2 separate regions of the Hordeum vulgare genome follow, and region 2 is linked to region 1. The links are chromatin contacts, called in public Hi-C maps. All regions are on one chromosome and are shown on one strand. Each heading gives the region's core, a stretch centred on a gene start, on an enhancer-like site or on the middle of the called end of the contact. The rest is flanking DNA. Distances are from core to core; before and after follow the strand shown. Region 1 holds the start of LOC123407823 (60S ribosomal protein L34-like). Region 2 holds the start of LOC123407531 (vesicle-associated protein 1-2-like).

What was found. A called contact is a pair of places that touch in the nucleus more often than the background predicts.
Region 2: a Hi-C map of leaf shows a contact between it and region 1, with 3 times the contacts expected there. The contact joins the promoter of LOC123407531 here to the promoter of LOC123407823 in region 1. A contact is called at or near these places in 1 of 6 Hi-C or Micro-C datasets (leaf) and 1 of 1 datasets of contacts at active chromatin or transcription factors (embryo).

The regions. Positions count from the first base shown.
Region 1 is chr7H:378,069,572-378,076,025 of MorexV3_pseudomolecules_assembly, reverse strand. It overlaps LOC123407823 (60S ribosomal protein L34-like), which reads left to right and starts at 2,418. Exons shown (of 4, transcript XM_045101050.1): 1 at 2,418-2,574; 2 at 2,805-2,884; 3 at 4,551-4,660; 4 at 4,738-5,018. The coding sequence starts at 2,496. The coding sequence ends at 4,828.
Region 2 is chr7H:378,495,899-378,502,352 of MorexV3_pseudomolecules_assembly, reverse strand. It overlaps LOC123407531 (vesicle-associated protein 1-2-like), which reads right to left and starts at 2,343. Exons shown (of 8, transcript XM_045100691.1): 1 at 2,119-2,343; 2 at 1,923-1,993; 3 at 863-944; 4 at 655-770; 5 at 311-472; 6 at 154-195. The coding sequence starts at 2,188.

The DNA of each region.
Region 1 (6,454 bases), core at 1,169-3,668:
CTTTTGGAGTTGTGCAGAATATGTCTCTAAGATTCGCTCCTTTTCCAGTCCGGAATTCCGGCTGCCGACATTCTCCCTCTTCATGTAATCTTTGTAAAATAAGAGAGAAAAGACATATGTATTGTACCATAATGTGTATTATCAGCCCATAATGTGATAAATATCGATATAAAAGCATGATGTAAAATGGATGTATCATGTAATATATCCCATCAGAATTTATCTCATGTAAACCATCTAGGGAAGAGCCTTACGTAGTGTGGTTGGTATTCGATTGCATGTTGTCGCTACACCCCATGGGGTGCGTTAGTTTATTGTTTCATGGTGTAACCGCTACACCTCTGATGCTTCTTGCACTCATGCCACTCAGGATGATTGTCATTTTATGTTTCACTGAATAGTTATTTGAGAGTGGCTTGCGGGTTTTCTAAACAAGATTGTAAGTGGGATTACACCTTTTTCCTTACAAGACTGCAACTGATGAAGCTCGAGCCAGCTCTATCTACTCCTCCGATGCATTTATCATTTTCTGAATATCTTGGAAACATAGCAAAAAAACAAGAAACAATCATATTACCACTGGATCTTCGGGCAATCACTTTTCTCGGTGAAATCAACAGTCTCCTTATCCCCCACAAAAAAACAATCTCCTTACAAATAGAGTCCTCACACGAAGGAGACGAACTATTTTAATGTGTTCAAACATCCAAGGTGAAACCAACTATTTCTTCCATTTGTTATGTTCGTGGCTCAGTTTTGTATATAAAAATTACACTGGTTTAAACAACTCATAATTGTTGATTTCAATTTAATGACATTGTGTGGACTCCTTTTTTTCCTTGCTGCTAGAATAAATGTTCTCCGTCGAAGACGTTAGGTTCCTTTCATTAAAATTCAACCATCCTGTCCATCTTCATTGATATATTACTCAAAGATAAATAGAACAAACCTTGTAATTCCTTTATTCGTTATGTATGATTGCTCAACCAATTACCTGTGTCCTAGGAATCCTAGCTTGTTCATCAATTGCAACACGAGTTAGGATTTTAGCCAAGTTCATTGTTAATCTTTTGGTATTTTTCATTTATAAACATTTTGAATTATTCGGTAGAAACAATACAAGCTCGCCGGTGCTCTCACTTGCTTTGAAAAAGATTTGTTTCGTTTTGATTGAGTTGATATTGATGTTGACCTCACAACAATTATCTTGAGCTTCATGCTAAATTACAGAAAGTTGGTTGCAATCGTAGTTCGTATTTTCAATGAAAGTTGGGAAAAACAATTTAGCAGTAAAGGAGAGTTCTATACTTCTCCCCTAATAATAAAGCGCGCAGCGTTTCTGTCGTCTGTCGTCGGTCATTTTGCAGAAAAGTCCTCGCAGTTTTAGGTAATTAACCACAATCCAATTTTAAGTCACAGCGAACCGTTTTTTGTCATTTTGGTATTTTGCAGAAACGTCCTCACAGTTTTAGATAATCAACCCACAGTCCATCTTTTAGTTACAGCCGAACCCTTTTTTTTTTGCATTTTTCAGAAAACTCCCTCATGTTTCAGGTAATCAACCCGCCCTCCCTATTTAAGTCATCCGAAACATTTTTTTCGTTTCAACAAAAAAACCCCTTACTTTTGAGTTAATCTATCCATATTTTATCTAAAACAAAATTATCCATATATTTTAAACCTTAACTCCGATTTTAACATGTTATATACGAATTTTGATTGAAAAAACGTGTAGAATCTAAATAGGATGTTATTTTTAGCCCTTGAATACTTCTTAAATATTATTTTTGGTGCAAACTTAATATGTAGTGCACGGTCCTTTTTTCTCTCTCTTTTCGACGACCATACGAATTGCAATAAACATCCATTAAATTAAAACCAAATTGAGAGGAAAGAAAACATTGGTAACTACACATGCACATCTTTGGAAAATCTCGTGGAGAGAAACAACATATTTCTCATCTTATTCCGAGTGACTGTACATTCAAACGCGTTTTCGTTGTGTGAGCACTGAAGCCATCGTCGGTAACACAAATGTGATACCATGTGAAAATATATTACGTTCAGAGCGTGTGTTATTTTTTCTTCCGTTACAACGCATGGATTTTTTTTGCTAGTGAAAATATAAAGTAGGCAGTAGAGAGGTGGTTCAGTGAGCAGTTTATAGTCGCTTCTAGGGACTAAAACGGTGAGTATAAGTGGTGAGTATTTTATAAATATTTTTCAGCGTGGGTGCATCCAGAGCAGACCGAGGTTCAGTTGGGTATTTTCAATATAAAAGCGGACTGGATTAATAATCATGAAAAACAAACAGAGAGCCGTCCGCTCACTTGATAAAGCATCCTCCACCATTGGATCTAGGTCACCCAGACCACGAACAGCCCTATAAAAGCTCTTCTTTCTCCCCTACCCTCGCTTCCCTTCGGCGCCGCCTCGTTACAGACAGCGGGAGCGAAAGAGCGAGCGGTGAGAGAACTCCGGGAGAGGGCGGCGAGATGGTGCAGCGGCTGACATACCGAAAGCGCCACAGCTACGCCACCAAGTCGAACCAGACTCGCGTCGTCAAGACCCCAGGTGAGGGAGATCAGAGGCGCCTGCTTTTGCTCGCTCATGTGTTTTTAGTCTTGCAACTGTCTGGATAGTATTGATGCCACTCGTGTATGTCTTGAATTTAGATGGATTTACGCTTGAATTTCGCATCCGTGTTTACCGCTCCCTTGACAGTTTATATTGAGTAAAATTTTGGGGGTCTTCTTCCAGGATCTCAACTCAAAGAGTTTTCTTGATGTATTACTGATTATTAGGTGGGAGGCTTGTGTACCAGTACACCAAAAAGCGGGCGAGTGGGCCAAAATGCCCGGTTACCGGGAAGAAGATCCAAGGAGTATGTGTTACATTCTCCCATTTTAACCTGTTATTTCATTAGATTTCATGCGTTGTATGCACCATGCGCTCAGACACGACCTGCATTTCAGTGAAGTGGTTGCCGATATAAACACACACAGTTGGACTCCAAACAAAAAAAACACTACATTTGAGTCCTGCCCTATGGAACGCGGCAATGTTTTCGTTCAGATTTTTTCGTTTCATGTTAATGTTTGAAGTGGGACTCGAAACACTACATTCGAGTCCTGCCCTACTATTGTTGAAGTAGTGCTAATTCTTGCTGAATCATGCTTTATACCTTTGGTTATGCTGAATTTGTCAACTCTGACCATACTGCAGGTGAATTTACCGTTCCTAGACTGATTTATTATAAATTGTCTATGTTTGCTACCCCCCCCCCCCCCCCCCCCCCCAAGCAGGAAATGGCATTGTAATGTCATATTTTATGCGTTTGCTTGTCTGGCCCTGAATTTGTATCCTTTGATCTGGCTCTCTTAACCGTGTGTTCTTGTCTGGTAATTCTTCTTGTGATATGAACATGTCTTCTGCTTATTTCCACTCTCTTCCAAGCCTGCAGTGTATAACTCTGTAATTTACGCTTACTGGGATATTATGCATTTGTATTTTGAATCTGAGCATGAACATTGCACTGTCAGTTCATCTTCATTTTTTTTCCTGAGCATTTTCTGTCGTATTAGTAGGGCTATGATTACAGTGGAACATGACAAGCATTTGCCCTAATTTTGTGTGGATTTAACCTAATATTCTGTTGTATTAGTAGGGCTATGTTATCATTTTCTTAGTTTTGATGTAGAGGCCTCATTATGATGTCTGTCTGGTTGCTCCTTTTGTTTTTTGCATTTGCACTCACAATGAAGTTGTACTACTCAGACTGTGTTCTTGTATAGTTCAATTGAGAATATTTGATTACTACTCCCTCCGTTCCTAAATATAAGTCTTTTTAGAGATTTCACTAGGAGACTACATACAAAGCAAAATGAATGAATCTACACTTTAAAATATGTCTATATACATCCGTATATTATCTTTTAGTGAAACATCTAAAAAGACTTATATTTAGGAACGGAAGGAGTATGATGTTGTCTCAAATTCTTCTGTTTTAACTGGCAATCTTTTGTTCAACATCTTTGTGATTTTTGACAATTTATAGGAGCTTGCTATTACGTTGTTTGACTTTTACTTCATATTTATCTGTATGTGGAATGGTCCATCTGCTTTTTGAAGGACTACATTCTTTGGGATTTGCTTACCCATGGGTGTCCACCATATTTGCATGACGTTTGTGCTTTGTGGAGATCATCATTACTATTTGTCAACTCTATGTGCCAGGTGCTTATGCTTGGTTGTAAAATTTATGTTGCCACAGGTGCTTAGCTATTTTACACCCATTCTTAACAACCCCCAATAGGTAGCATTGAGCCATTCACAAGTGAAATCATGTATGCATGTAATTGTGAAGTGCTGCTGGACTACTTTTTGCCACCGTAGTTCTATGCTTCTAGATAGTGATTGCTATATACATCAGATAGAAAAGTTCCCACTGAATCATAAGTTTATTCCTTGCTTTGTTGGTACATTATACTGCCTCAGTAACCACAATAGTAATTTCTCATTCTGATGGTAGTTCATATGCCAAACTGCAGATTCCACACCTGAGGCCTACTGAGTACAAGAGGTCCAGATTGTCAAGGAACCGGAGGACTGTAAACCGTCCTTACGGTGGTGTTCTGTCTGGTCCTGCAGTCAGGGAGAGGTAACCATCATTCATTCAAACAAGTGGTATTTCATAAATTTGCTGTTGAGCTAAGCTGATCTGTTCGTGCCGTGCAGGATCATCAGGGCGTTTTTGGTTGAGGAGCAGAAGATTGTGAAGAAGGTGCTGAAGATCCAGAAGACCAAGGAAAAGACCACCAAGAGCTAAACAATTGTGTGAGATAGGCGTCGTGGCGATGTTTTGTTTTTCTTCGAATTTGTTTTAAGCAATCAAGAATTTTTCTTGTCGGATTTGCAAAATCCTGATTCTAGCATGTGAGGTTGGTGTTGTTCTCTAGATTTTGCGAGATGGTTCTCTATGGATGCTTAGCCTTTGATGCAAGAGCTTTTGAACTCCAGTTTGGTTTGGATGCTATTGAGCTGCTCAGCCCAGTTAACACTGTCGGATTTATCTGTCCCATGAGAACAGTTTGATGCACCCAATTCTGCTTCAGGTACAAGTCCCAAACGGGTTAATACGTGATAACACAGATAACAGAATCGATTGCGCTTTTCTCAAATTGTGTCATACCCCCGAATGAATGTATTGACGTGTGTTCTTTCCATCACTAACTATTGCATGTCAGATGGCAAGAAACAGCCTTGTACTCCCTCCGTTCCTAACGTCATAATTACATAATCAAATAGTGTGTAAACGGGCCCCTGTTAAACCCCCTTCGTTGCCTCAAATCTGTTGAGTTTAATTACGGAAAAGATACGTGTGACACGAAGCAACATGACCTATTACCACCCATTTTGTCAGGTCAAAACAGATGACATCAACGAAAATCTTTTTTATTTTCGGCTTAAAAATATTGTATATATTAATTAAAAATCCAATTAAAAGAATCCGTTTTTACTATTAAATTCATCTCGATGAGATCTTCAAAACTGATCTCATGTTGATACGTTTCGGTGATTTCTTTTTCAAAACTTGCATGATGTTTATGCAGTAGTTGTCATAGTGTTTATACTAAAGTTTTTTCACATATTGTATCTATTTAACACTAAAGTTTTTTCACATATTGTATCTATTTTTTCTTCTAGATTTAAAGGTAACATTATATTTTCAACTACAATTTTTACGGCAATTTCTATTAATTGATCATGGCAAATTTTAGTAATTAACCATGAAAAATTTAATACATTAATCATGACAATTTTTAGTAATCCATCATGGCTATGTCATTTTTTTAAAGGTAAAAGAAATAGGTGAAACACATCATGGCAACTTCAATGTAAACACCATGACAATTCATGTGCAATAGACATGACAACTTTTAACCCTTAAAAAAAGTCATCGAAACATAATGATATGAGATCTAGTTTTGAAGATCTCGCCGCGATGGATTTAATGGTGAAAACGAATCTTCAATCGGATTTTTCATTTAAAAGATAAAATATTTTAAAAACTGGAAATCCAAAAAGATTCCCACATGCATGCACGCGATGACGTGAGTGCAATCTGTGTGTTATAGGCGTCTCGGCGGATGTTGCTCCCATCATATATATTGGCATTATATGAACTCTTTAATTAACCCATGCGTTAATTATGGAGAATCTCCACTATCCTAACCGCAATGTACGAGGGACACGATTGTTCGCTCGTGTCACTCCATCATCATAAAGACAACTGTTCACTTTACATCTTTCTCGATTCTTGTCTTTGTCTTTATTCTAACACGTTATCAGCACGCTCCGAGCGGAGCGATCTTGGCAGCCTGACGGCGCGACGCGGAATGAGCAGCAACGACGAGACGCTCATGACTGCACGCGCCATGACCACTTGAAAGCA
Region 2 (6,454 bases), core at 1,094-3,593, 430 kb before region 1:
GTACATGCTCCCGGTGCAACGCACAGGCTCTTTTGCTAGTCAAATGTAACATAATGCGTAAGGCCACGTACATGTTCAGGAAACTAACATAATTATGTGTCAACAAAACATTGATGAACTTATTATTGAATATCACATACTGGAATAACTGACCTCTAAAGATTTTTCTTGGGGATCAATGCGCTCTCGCAGTGCCTGCAGTGAATGCAGAATCAAGTAATTTTCCCTCAACAGCGTGTGAGTGTGTGTTTGGGGGGGGGGGGGGGCAGTGAAATGTGTGGGTGGAAGTTCAACAATCATGACAACTCACCCTGGTGAATCCCCCAGCAGGACCATCTCCATTTTCTGATTCAACCCTAGATGGGGAGCCTTCCTCGGATTCTTCAGGAACTGGAGATGGTGGCTGTGGAGGTGCAACATAGGTGACTCGCAATTTCACCTCTTCAATCTTATTTCCAGATTCCTTCATAAACTGCAAGCCATTCAACAACACGACCAATCAATCAATACAGGTGTACCACCAAAGTCAGTCAACTGAGAAGATGGATACAACTGAAACAAAGATTTTATTAATCCATCGACTGATGCCTTGGTTCTCATATAAGTAATGCCACATTTGATTCCTTAAGAAACAAATCAAGAGGGAAACATTACCATCTCTCCCGTAACATCCTTCACATTTATGCCAGAGGGTGCGACGACGCTCTGGACTAGGAACTTATCTTTGCACTGCATGTCAGGTGGGACTTCTCGCTGTGCTTGCATTGTCACTGCAATAATACATATGAACAAGTATAACCAAAAAAGAAGATAACTTGAATACATCAAGAACACTGGGGGAGCAAATCTACAAATCACAAACCAACAACATCGCATGTAGATCGCGGCAAGACAACCCCTGTGTTGGGCCGCACAGAGTATTTCTTTGGGCTTGTAGTTTTCACCTGAGACAATGAAAAGAACAGTAAATATAAAGCTCTTTGAGTTCATGATTTCTTGCAAGCTTAGATTGAAGCGATTCCACTGCAAACCGTTCCAATGATTTCAGTGCCATTACGCAGTTATACACTGGAAGGTTTCACCTCTAGCCATCGAATGGCGAGAAAAAACAATGAAATAACCTAGGTACACAAAAGTAATCAAGAATTATAAGCCTATGGAATCGGTTGTGCGCGAACGTCCGCATGCGTGCCTCATAGCGCGCCCGGTTCCGAACTGTGCAATCACTCGGCTGCCGTACACAGCGTGTCATGATTTAAGTCAGGATGATGCCATGGTGATGTGTTTGGTGCACAGTGTGTCGCGCCGTAGCACTGTCCTAAACCTATACCACGAAACACACCGATGGCTGTATTTTGACAACAATTAAACAACCCATACAAATGATGATTAGGATGTGCTCCCTCCGTTCCAAAATAAGTGTCTTAAGCTTTGTACAACTTTGTACTAGAGCTAGTACAAAGTTGAGACAGTTATTTTAGGACGGAGGGATTAGTAGTTGGCACCGTATGCCAACAACATAACCACCAACTCCAAGGTGCATGCCATCAAATTCAAGGTATGGACATCAAACAACATACAGACTTGAACAACGAAATCATAAGAATGACAGGCAATTATGTTCTGAGAGAGAAATAGCTCTAAACTCTTTAATCTATACAACTAGTGAACACAATATTTGGTTCTTAGGCATCATATCACAGAGACAATTTTCCAGATCACTGATCAGGTCAAATCCAAAGACATGATTCACGGAAACAGAAAATCGCGAATAACAGCTGTGACATGCAGATAGATGATATGCCACACCGAAACGTACAACGCATCAAAGCATCCATGGAACTGCTCCTGTTCTAGGGTTCCAGGACGATCCGTACGGAACAAAAAGATCAGCCAGAGATTTCAGGAAAGGACTAACGGACCTTGAAGGCGATGTAGTCGTCGCTGAGATTCGACAGCTGCATCGAGCACGAGATCTGCTTCTTCAACTCAACTGCTCAAGAAAAACAACAGACGAGAATCACAGACCAATCGATCCACGGCGGTGGAAGAAGAGAGCAAAAAAGGAGATCTTCTTCGCAGAGGGGGATTTGCGGGGGGGGGGGGGGGGGGGCGTACAGGGGAAGCGGAGCTCGATGGGGTCGATGCGGAGGAGCTCGCCGGCGGGGACTGGTCCGGGGGAGGCCATTGCCGGAGAGGGGGAGGCAATCAGACAAGGGAGATCTCGGGGCGGTGGATGCAAGGAGGGGAGGCGTGGAGGGGCGACAAAAGAAGAAACGTGGAAATAAAGAAGAGAAGTGCTGATCTGGCTCTGGTTTTCCTTCCAGCAATTTTGTCTTTGCAGTTGCACGCACACACGCTAGGCCAAACCACCTTATGTCATACTGTAAGAGCATCTCCATACTGTAAGAGCATCTCCAGCAGTTAGGTCCCCGACGTGAAATAGCGTCGTCTACGGGTGGGCCGATGAAAAAATTGCATGGGGCTCAGGTTTTCAAGCACTCATCCAAAGATCGTCCAAAATGTTTTTTGAAAAAAATAAAGTCGGTCCAAATTTGATCATAACCGAATCAAATTTGATCAAATTCGAATGAAATTCATAGTTTGCATTAAAATTTGTACAAAAGTGAAACAAAAACATAATTAAATATAAGGGCAGTGCTCTGCGCCGGCGCCGGTCGAAACTTTCGGCCGGCCGCGCGCGGGCCGCACGATCCACCAACCCCCGCGCATCCGCACCGTTGGATCTTCATACAACATTTTCCTTCCCGATGCAGCAAAAATTCGACGCAATGCAACAATTTTTTCAACGGTTGCAACAAAAAACAAAAATTATAGCAAAAAAATATCTACGTGATCGTAGTAAAAAAACGAAGCTGATGGTGCGTGGTAGCAAAAGTCAAACGTCGGTTGTAACAAATATCTACGTGAACGTGTATTCAACTTTTTTAGTGAACGGTTGCAGCAAAAAATGATGTCGTTTGTAGCAAAAATTAACACGGTTGTAGCAAAAGTAAAAAACATCGATTGTAACGAAAAATCCGACGAACTGGAGTTGCAACCAGAATATGCAGCAAATATGGCGTTGGTTGCAACAAATTTACACGAGAAAAAAAGCTGCATGGAAAACGTTTGTATCAGAAAAACAACGGTTGCAGCAAATTTGACGAAAAAATGTTGCAAGCATCTGCAAGCGAGGCGCGCGGCCCGCGTGCGACCGGCCGAACGATTCGGCCGGCGCGGCGGGTGGAAGCGTTTACCTAAATATAATTAACTAAACTACATCGCCGCTGCCGCTTGAAGCCGTCGCCTTCTACATGACGAGAAGCTTATAGAAATTGGTGTAGTCACCGTCATCGCCGTCGTCCTGCCCTCTGTCGCCGTCCTTGTTGCACCCCTGTCCTGGGTCGCCGTCGTGAACGGGGTTGGAAGGCCTTGACGCCTCCTCGTCGTTGTCATCGAGGATGACGACATCGCCTTCCTCGCGGTCACGGGGTCCAGCGGCGATCTCCTCCAGGGCGTGGCGCCTGGCGCTCCATCTCCTCTCGGACGTAGCCGTCCTGCGCCCATTTGAGGGCGGTCTCGGCGGCGGCGGTCATCGCCAGGTACTCCTGCTTGACGGGAAGGAGTCTCGGCTCCGTCTTTGGCTTGACGAGGTGGGAGGAAGCATCGGGCTCGTTGATGATGATGTCGGCGCTGCGTGTGCACCGCCCAGCGGCGTCTCCTGCGGCTCTAGCTTGACGGGGAGGAACACCGATGACCCAGAGGAGCGGGAGCGGAGCCGGACGACGAGGACGGCGCCGTCTCCATCCGCCTTGGCGTCTAGGAGCTGCCACGGCGGCGGGAGAAGGCGGGTGGCGATGGGTACTCGTACCTCGGTGAGTTGCCGCCCTCGATGTGCTCGAGGACGGCCTCTAAGGTGCGGTCGGGGACGCCCCACCATTGGCGGCACCCCTCGGAGTTGTGGCGGCCGCGGGGTTTGACCCCGTTGGTGGCGGCGAGCTGGACGGCGTAACGGCGATCGAAGTACGCCGTCCACAACATGTTGCTGATGGGGGCGTACCTCAGCAGGTTGCGCAAGCTCTCCGGCAGCGATGACCGGATGCATGCGATCTCCGCCCGCCGGTCAGCTCCAGTGGGTGGCGGTGGCACGAAGACTCTATCGACGCTCATCCTCCATGCCCCCGGCACCGGCATGTCCGGCGGCTCCGAGTAATCCGCCTCGTAGAGAAGGCGGGCCTCATCCTCGCGGAGGTGACGGTGGCCGAAGCCATTGGCTGCCGCTCCATCACCGGGGAAGCGTTCGGCCATCTTTTCAGGGGAGAAGGAGGGAGAGAAGATGCCGGTGATGAAGAAGGAGAGGAGAGAGCGTCGATGAGAGAGGTGTGTGGCCACCGGTAGGGAGGGGGCACCTTATATAGCCGCGGGCGAGCGAGCACGCGGAGCGGCGCCGTATGAATGTGTGGCAGGAACTAACGGGATGTGCATCACCGGGACGCGCGTCGCCATGCCTTCACTTCGCTGGTTGTGAATCAATGGAAGGCTGACCGGCGGCGCAGCCTTCCCATTGATTCCCGCGGGAAACAAGGCGATGAGGACGACGATCGCGCCCCCATTTGCTGACTCGGCGGACCCATAGTTTTTTCGCGCCAAAAAAGTTTTCGCCGGCGCCCCCAGGTGACCCCCGGTGCATTGGGTTCGGCCTAGGACCGCCGAGGCCAATTTCGGCCCGAGCCAGCGAAAAAGGGCTCCTCGGACGCCACTGGGCTGTTTTTTCCCGCCGACAAAAAAAATGGTCGGGGGGGGGGCTGTTGGGGGCGTGGCTGGAGATGCTCTCACAGCGATATAACATCTTTTTATCCTTTTGAATATGGCCTAAGAGACCCTAAAAAAAGAATATGGCCTAAGAGGTCGTTTAGGCCATTTAAAAGATTATTACCTCAATCATCCTTGAACTTGCTAGCAGGTAAAAACGTAATCATCAAAAAAAAGGGAGATACCACCTAACCATTACCCTCATGTTAGGGTTTCTCTCCCCTCGGCGGCGACTTGCTCGTCACCGTAGGGTTTCGTCTACCTTCACTCCATCGACACCGACCACCGGTGTTCGGACCGATCAAGGGGCGCTTTTAGTAGCGATGTCCGGTCTTGGCTCTTTGGTCCGGTTGTTTGGGGTTTGCTAGAGTTTTGTTCGGCACCCATTGAATCTCATCTCGGGTGAGGGAACAAATATGACTACAAAAGCTTCAAGTTCGAGAGTTCTGTTGGACTTTGAGGCTTTAATGAGCGAGCTGGGCCTTTGGGAGGAGGACATGGACGATGTGGTGGTGGAGAAAGAGGAACCACTGCCTCCGACTCCGACTCGTTGGATGGCCATAACGCGAGTCCATACAAAGAAGAAGTACGACCAGTTTGGTTTTTTAAAGACCATGCGAGCAACATGGGATCTAGCCCACATAGTACAGATCCACCCGCTCGAGGAGAACCTTTACACTCTGCAATTCGCATGCCTGGGTGACTAGGAGCGCTTAATGGAAGATGGGCCCTGGAACTACAAGGGAAACGCGATGATCTTGGCTGAGTATGACGGTTTCACAAAACCATCTTTGATCAAACTTGATACATTAGAGCTCTAGATGCAGGTGCATGGTCTCCCGCATGGTTTCTATCCTCTACTCAAATCCCTGGCAAGGAAAGTTGGGGAGTTCATATATGCACAACCCAAATCGCAAGACTTTGAAGGGAATTTTTCAGAGTAAGGGTTCACATAAATGTGTTCAAACCTCTAAAGAACGCGGTCAGTCTGATACAAGAAGGGCAGCGTCACATATTCAAGGTGAAGTACGAGAGGCTCCCGGATTGGTGTGCGGTCTGCGGCCATCTGGGCCCCAGTACAAAGAACGCGGGGATGGCATCCACATCGAATCAGCACTTGTGTTCAAGGAGCTACACACTGAGTGGTTCAGAGGCGCTGGACCTAGACCTGGCCAAAACCACTTCGGCGTAAGGGGAAGCCGTGGGTAGAGGTGTCGTACAGACAGGGATGGGTAGAGGAGATGCATCACTAGGGGAGTACTCTGAATCAACGGATGTTGGGGACACGACGATGATCGATATTGAAGGCAATCGCAAACGCCCGTAGGGAAGAACACTACAAATCCTCAAGCGGCACACCCTCACGCGCACGTGGCACCTGCACGAGTGACCACCACATCATGGAAGACCCAACTTATGTTAACTGCGCCCACTCCACCTGCGAGCTCCGAGCTCGCAGCAGGATCTGAAGCGCACGAAGACTGGATCGGTTTCAGACAAGGTGCCAAAGAGTGCTACATCAAGCAAGAACCAAGACCCAAAATCGGCGTCCTCCAACAAGGAGGGTTGTTGGGTGAAATGAGTACCATCTGTTGGGACTGTCGTGGCGTGGGCAATGCTACGGTAATCAACGAGCTTC